2 separate regions of the Mus musculus genome follow, and region 1 is linked to region 2. Evidence: chromatin contacts called from public promoter capture Hi-C data. All regions are on one chromosome and are shown on one strand. Each heading gives the region's core, a stretch centred on a gene start, on an enhancer-like site or on the middle of the called end of the contact. The rest is flanking DNA. Distances are from core to core; before and after follow the strand shown. Region 1 holds the start of Irak1bp1 (interleukin-1 receptor-associated kinase 1 binding protein 1). Region 2 has its middle 17 kb from the start of Htr1b.

Region 1 (3,879 bases), core at 387-2,886, 1.2 Mb before region 2:
CAAAGGTCTGACATTTCTAGGACAGAAGCAATACTAGGTTGCACTTTCACCAAATCAGAGTCACCCCTGAAAACCAGGGTTCCTGCAGCTGGGGTCTTGTTTTGTACAATGCTAACATTGAGATGGCTGTCTGTAGCTTCTAATTTTCTTTCATATTAATTATCTGAAATATGGCAAAGTTGGAAGCAATCTCGATTGTGGTTCCAGGAACAGGATTTCAAATATTTTTCTTTTAAACTCAGAGCATTATTTTATTGCCGTAAATTTGGAAAGTGGTGATATTAAAACACGCCTAAGAGTCGCTGTGTGGACATTTTTGCCCCATTCGTTAAAAGGAGGGAGGCTTAAGGTGCGACCTATTTAGTGATTTGTTCCACAGACATGTCTAGAAAGTAGAAATATTTCACCTATGACACCTACATACATTGACTTAAAAAAGTTAAAACTAAAAAGGTGGAAAATTTGGGGTAGGCGATCATTATAAACCATAAATAGATGCTAATAAGTACATTGAAGAGCCACTCCACACAAACCTTTGATTGGATGGAAGCAGTTCAGGCTCCTCACCGACCTATTTCAACATGCAGAATAAAAACTACCAAAGTGTGTGTATGGGGAGGGGGGGTGGGGGGAGGGGGGAGGAGAAGGTTCAACATTCTACTTATGCAAACATTTACATGTAATTTTTCAAAAAAACATTTCATCACTCTAATCTTAATAACAAAACCACTGTAGCAAACATCACCAGATAAAAACCTACCCAACCACGGGCGTGGTGGCGCACGCCTTTAATCCCAGCACTGGGGAGGCAGAGGCAGGCGGATTTCTGAGTTCGAGGCCAGCCTGGTCTACAAAGTGAGTCCAGGGCAGCCAGGGCTATACAGAGAAACCCTGTCTCAAAACAAAAACAAAAACAAACAAACAAAAACCCTACCCAACCTGCATTCCTGATTTCAAGTTCGCTGCGGCCCATAACGGCTTTCATCTAGATTCTAGAAGGAAAGGTCAAACATCCATTGCGCCCTAGAATGGATCCTGCGGTAACAAAGCATCCCCAAAGGTACAGAGTCACCCGCTCTGCACCCCGTCTCGGAAGTCTCACCTGAAACCCCTGCTGCTGGAGGCTCTGCGTGATGTAGTCCAGGCGGCGACACACACTCTTCTTGGCCTCGGCCGACACCTCCTTGGTGCTGCTCACTCGCACGGTCACCAGCGCTCGGTCGGGGCTGGCGGACACCTCGGCCGCGCCGCTCACGTGGACCTCACGGGCTCCGGGGTGGGCCTCCGCGACGTGGGGTCGGCGGCCGATCGGCTGCGCCTCCGCGGCCGAGATCGGATGGTTTTCCCGGCCCCGGTCAGCCCAGGGAACCAGTTCCATGAACACCCGCGATGCAGGGGCGGGTTGCAGCGACATAGCTGGGGCAGCTGTGTTGCCATAGCAACGCCAGGTTGATGGCGGGGAGTGACGTTTAGCTGCCGCGCGCTTGCTAGTCCGCGCGGAGGATGCCGGGATGGAGGCGCCGCTGCAGCGTGGAGACCGGGTTTTCCCCCAGGGAAGGAGGCCTGCACACATTTTAAATAGTTACCTCCTCATGGCCTGCAAGAACCGGAGCTGTCTGTCCTGCCCTCGCGGTCAGTGATCACGGGCCTTCCACGTGACCAGTCGTTCTTCTCCCCTCCCCCTGGGCCGCCTCCATCCCTCAGTCCGCATGGGGATGAAGGCTCTGCGTTTCCAACGTGTGTGATCCCGGTAGCCCTTTCTTCCCGAATTTCACGGTGCCGGGGCGGCCTCCTTCTTTGTGAGACTCCGGTGGTCTTACCCGCAAGTGCAAGTACTTGTTTGGTTCGTGAGGAGTTTCTCTTCAAATAAACTACGTTTTGCTCGTGAGAGTTTGGACACTATGGGGATCCTCGAGTGCGTTTTTTTCCAGGACACTGTTGATTTTTTTCCCCCACAACTGCTGTTTGTTTATTAGAGGCCCGCTGAATGTAGAGTGTTGGCATGTGGAAAGACAGAGAAAACGGGGGGGTGGGTGGGGGTGGGTGGGATGTTGTTCGTCATAGCTACAATCTTTAGAAAGAGTGTCAGTGTCAAATTCTAAATGTCTTGGAGTAATTCTGGTCTTGAGCCTGGACATCAGCGTGAGCAATGACAGGCATGTCATGTACTTGTCTGTTATAGCTTCCTCTTCCCCTTTTGGAGACAGGGTCTCAGTATGTAACCCCGACTGGCCTGGAATTTACCTTGTTGACCAGACTGACCTCGAGCTTGCAGAAATGCAAGGTTTCGACCCATTTCTTGACAGCCATTATAATGAAAAGCTGTACGTGCCCTCTCCAAGCCCTCCTATTATAGTAATTTTCCTCAGCACACCCTACTGTCTCTCTTTTCTTTCCTCTTTCCCCTTCCCCGCTTCTCCCTCTGCTCTAGAGTGCTGGGGTTCAAACCACACCTGGCCTATAGTCATTTTCTTAATGTCTTGGTGATGACAGCTCGTCTGATTCCTGTTAGAATTTTATTAACAGAATGGGAGGAGAAAACCTTGGGGGCAGGGATGTAGGAAGTAGTTTTTTATAGGAACTTGAAAAAGTCTATAGTCTTTGTGATTTTTCCTCAAATTTTTAAAAAACCAGTATTTTAATTCAATAATTTAGCTAGATCAAGTGGTAATCTCTTTGTTTGGTCCATCATTAGGTCAACATAATTGTTTAGTTTGAAACTTATTGTCAGATAAGAATTATATATATGTATATATGTGTGTATATATATATATATATATATATATATATATATATATATATAATTATAATTTAAGAACTTTCCACCATATAACCATATATGCATACAGGCATATATGCATATTTTACAACTCTAGGCAATGAAAATACCTTTTAAAATTGGAGGAATTTCTTTGTTCTTTTTGGTGGACCGCAGGGATTGAACTGAGGCCCCCAGGCTTGGGATCAAGTACCTTTGTCAGCCGAGTTGTCTCACTCTGCTAAGTCCGTTTTGGGAGACAGGATCTACTGTCACTGGCATCCAAGATAGGCTAGCTAGCCATCCAGCTCCAGACACCTTCCTGTTGGCGAGAAATGTTTTACTCTAGTAGGATATATAGTTTCAAAAATGAATTGCTGAATAAAAGATGTCATAGGAACAAACAAATAATAGAAGCTTTAAGTGTATTTCGGGTACTATAAAATTTTCAAAATAGTGGAAAAATGAGTAAGTAGTATAATTGGCTTCTGTATTGAAGAAATTGATCTGTATATTATGTTTTATACTGAGAATAAAAGTTAAAGATAAAATGAAAAAAAAGTACCTAAATGTAATTCTGAGGAATGAAAGTCTTTTTTTTTTTCTTAAGCATATTACAAATGTAGAAGCAATCATAAGGGAAAAATCTGGAAAAAAATAAGTACACCAAAAAACCTGAAAGTATGTAAGCCAAAACCAACAAGTGAGGAGGAGAGGAAATAAGGATTTGCAATAAAGGGGCCAGCATCTGGACACTTAAGAGTGCCCTGACCCCTCCCAAATAGCTAAGGAACACAGAGATGAACTGTTAATAGACTTGGGCTACCATTGATGTCTAATGCAACTTCATGTTCTCAGAGTGCCAGAGGTTTTACGTTCAAGCACACGCATCAGTAGGTGTGGCTTCTCCTAAGATATATCTGGTCTGCAACAGCTGCCTTCACAGAGCCTTGTCCCTGCCCTGTCCTTGCTGTCCATTGGTGTTCCTTCCTCTTCTTACAAGACCAATCCTATTAGATGGATTAGAGACTTGCTCTTGGGACTTCAGTTAACCTTAATTACCTCTTTAAAGGTGCTGTCTCCAAACACAGCAACATTGGGCCTACAATTTCAGTAAATGC
Region 2 (3,914 bases), core at 961-3,460:
AATGACTCTTTCACAGGGGTAGCCTAAGATCATTCTGCATATCAGTTCCTTAACATTATAATTCATGATGTAGGAACTAAGAACCACTGATCTAGTTTTTCTTAGCTTGAAACTTTTTTCTCCATTGTTTCATGAAGAAGCTACTTCTAGCCAACTCTCCTATCTGGAGTGCTTAAGGTTCCTTTCCTTAGTGCATGAATTATAGTTTTGCATGTAGACTTTTCTGTAAATGGTCTTAAAGGGGATAGAGTTCACTTTCATCAGCTGCTAAATTTGTGAATAATGTACCTGTTGTGTTTATTAAATGAATCATGATTTTGACCATGCAATATTGGTTTCTTCATTGCTCTAAGATGCCTAGTAAAAATCTTCAAAAAAATAAAAATAGTTTTGTTAAAGTAAAACAACCCATACATTAATTTCTAATGAAAAAAATACTTCAAATGAGAAACTAGTAACCATTATTTACACTACCAAAAGAATTTCACCAAAAATTGATAAATGGGATCTCATCAAACTGCAAAACTTGGAAAGGTATCTTCATTAACCCTATATCTGTCAGAGGGTAATATCCAAAATTAACAAAAAAACTCCAGGATTTAGACACCAACAACCCACATAAACCAATTTAAAAATGGGGTATAGAACTAACCGAAGAATTCTCAACAGGAGAATCTTGAATGGCTGAGAAGTACTTAAATAAATGTTTAAAGTCTTTAGTCATTATGGAACTACAAATCAAAACATCTGAGGTTCCATCTTATGCTCATCAGAATGGCTAAGATCAAAACCTCAAGAGTTAGTAAGTGGTGGCAAAGATGTGGAGCAAGGAAACAATTTTTCATTGATGGTGGGAGTGCACACTTGTACCAGCACTTTGAAAATATATTTGATTGTTTCTCAGAAAACTAGGATTAGCTCTACCTCAAGATCTGGCTATACCACTTCTGGGTATATACCCAAAAGATGCTCCATCATCCCACAAAGACACTTGCTCAACTATGTTCATAGCAGCTTTATTCTTTATAGCCAGAAACTGGAAACAACCTAGATACCCTTCAACTAAAGAAAGGATAAAGAAAGTGTGGTATATCTACACAATGGAATACTATTCAGCTATTAAAACTGAGGACATCAAGAATTTTGTAGGCAAATGGACAGAATTTGAGAATATCATCCTGAGTGAGGTAAAGCAGTCACAAAAGGACATGCATGGTATGTACTCACTTGTAAGTATATATTAGCCAAAGAATGCAGGTACCATGTTACACTCTACAGATACAAAGAAGCTAAACAAGAAGGAAGGCCCAAGCTAGGATGCTTGACTCTCACTTAGAAAGGGAAATAAAATAGCCATAAGTGGCAGGTGGAGGGAGAGAAAGGGCAGGAAGGGGGAGTGAGGAGTTCAGGATCAGGTGTGGGGAAGGACAGGAAAGATGGTTAGATGGCCATGAGTATGAATGGAAATCTGCAACTGACAGAGGTGAGGAGGTGAGGGGGGCATCTTCAGGACAAGACCTGGGATAAGGGAGCCACCCCAGAATCACTGGGGATAACCTTAGCTGTGACTCACTACATTTGGGAAATAGAACCTTAAGAGGCCACTTCCTATAGCCAGACAGGCGTCCCAGTGGAGCAACAGAGACACCAACCCTCTGTCAAATTTTCAATGCCAATCTTATCCTGTGTACAAGAAATGCAGGGATAGATATGAAGCAGAGACGGAGGGATTGGCCAACTAATAGGAGGACCAACCTGAGACCCATCTCATGGGAAAACACCAATCCCTAACACTGTTAATGATACTCTGTTATACTTGCAGACAGGAGCATGTTGTCCTCTGAGAGGCTCCACCCAGCAGCTGACTCAGACAGATGCAGAGACCCACAGCCAAACAGTGGATAGAACTTGGGGACTCACATTGAAGAATAGGAGGAAGGATTGTGGACCCTGACCTGGATAGGAATTCTGCAGGAATATCAACAGAGTCAACTGATGTGGACTCTTGGGACTTTCAGAATTTGAAACCAGCGAGCACACATGGGCTAGACTTAAGCCTTCCCAAACATATGTAGCAGACATACAGCTTGGTCTTCCTGTGTGTTCCAAACAACTGGAATGAGGGCTATCTCAAAAGCTGTTGCCTGAACATGAGATATGTTCTAGGTGGGCTGGCTTGTCTGACCTCAGTGGGAGAGGCAGTGTAGCAACTTGAAGTGAGAGAGTATGGGGGTATTCAGGGGTAGGGGGGGACCTGCTTAGAAGAGAATTGGAGGAGGATGGAAGAAGTATTATGGAAGGGGTGACTAGAAGGGGGCTGGTGAGCAGGATGTAAAATGAGTAACTAAAAAAAACAAAATTAAGATTAAAAGACTTTTAAAGTTCATAACTTGAATTGTTATCTTTTCAGAAAGCTTCAGGTAAATATTGTTGTGCTTATTCACCTATAGATTGAATGATTGTTATGTAGCTTCTTGCATTTCTAGACTGTGTTTTTCTGAGGTATAAGGGATACAGTGTCCAGATATGAATATCTGCTTTTGTGACTCTCATTTTTCTTGAAGTCTGTGAACACTTCTGGGTTATATTTTGGTGGTGGAGTTCTGATGAAAGAAAGATTGAACAGATTTTGCTTCCCTTGTTGAAGGTATTTATCTTACCGTTTTCTGTAATTATTAAAAGGTGTGTGCGAATATATTGAAAATAGAACGCTATAGGTTATTTTATGTGCATGCCTTTTTTTATTAGCTGGCCTACAACTGTGAGCACTTTCAACCAAAAGGCATATTTTCTTCACCATAATGTTTTCATTAATGTCATGTATTGAATAGTTTCTGGTGTCTTTCTTACTGGCACTACCATTTTTGTTTCCTTCTATTTCATCTCTGACTTTCCTTTTCAACCTTTCATGTACTAGCAATCCTTAGAATTCCTTCTCTTTTTGTTATAAAAATTCTACGTACTTCTGTAGGTATTTTTAAAGGTTTATTTTATGCATTTATTTATTTCATGTATATAAGTACCTTGTAACTGTATTCAGACACACCAGAAGAGGGCATCTGATAATTTTACCGATGGTTGTGAGCTACCATGTGGTTGCTGGAAATTGAACTCAGGACCTCTGGAAGAATAGTCAGTGATCTTAACTGCTGAGCCATCTCTCCAGCCCCTCTGTAGTTAATTTTATGACAGTTTTATTTTTCAACTTATAGCTTATTAAGATTTTAATGTATATTTTCTTTATTTATTCACATCAAACTAGATTACCATAATTAGATTAACAGACTGTGTTGGAAATTACAACTAAATTGTTTTAAATTGTATTCTCCGTTCTAGGTCATATGGCCTTAAATGATGATGTTTTCCTCTTTAATCTGAATTTTTGAGATACATATAATTGAATACATGATGGCCTATGAAAACACTAACTGTTATTCATATCTAGGCAAAGCTGGTAATTGAAGAGTTGACATCTGAGATACTAAATATATTGAATTTACCATGGTTTACCAAGCCTAAGATGAACATTCTTTCCTGCATTTGAACATCTTTGAAATAGAACTACAAATACTGGGGAACGTTTGACTGTGATTGTCACCTGTTCCATATATTCTTACATATGTTGAGAAAGAAAGACATTGTCAGAATGTTCCCTTGTGGGAAAAAGTGCCAGAGAAAACACTGGTAATTTCATTTAAGAATGCTGCATTGTACATGCTGTGGGCGACAAATGATGCTGCTGTGTGAGACAGAAATGGAATATTCTGCTCAACTATTCAGGAGAGCTAGATTCATAAGGTAAGAGATTTTAATACTGTAACAGTATTTTCACTTATTTTGTTTATAAAATGATACATAATGTATTTTTTTTAACTTGTGAAAAATTCTTTAAAGGTAAAACATAAAGATTTAAA

Evidence for each region. Promoter capture Hi-C pulls out the DNA fragments that hold promoters and counts their contacts.
Region 1: a promoter capture Hi-C map of hippocampal neurons shows a contact between it and region 2, with 5 times the contacts expected there. The contact joins the promoter of Irak1bp1 here to the enhancer-like site in region 2. A contact is called at or near these places in 6 of 39 promoter capture datasets (cranial neural crest, frontonasal cranial neural crest, hippocampal neurons and 3 more), 2 of 484 Hi-C or Micro-C datasets (pre-hematopoietic stem cells and tail fibroblasts) and 2 of 115 datasets of contacts at active chromatin or transcription factors (large pre-B cells and stem cell-derived neural progenitor cells).

The regions. Positions count from the first base shown.
Region 1 is chr9:82,827,563-82,831,441 of GRCm38.p6, reverse strand. Irak1bp1 (interleukin-1 receptor-associated kinase 1 binding protein 1) reads right to left here and starts at 1,636. Exons shown (of 4, transcript NM_022986.4): 1 at 1,103-1,636. The coding sequence starts at 1,414.
Region 2 is chr9:81,648,402-81,652,315 of GRCm38.p6, reverse strand. No RefSeq gene overlaps it. Among named protein-coding and RNA genes, the nearest start is that of Htr1b, 17 kb to the right of the region's middle. Within about 2 kb of position 2,210, at least 1 of the 459 cell types and tissues checked has an H3K27ac peak or open chromatin away from gene starts, as enhancers often do.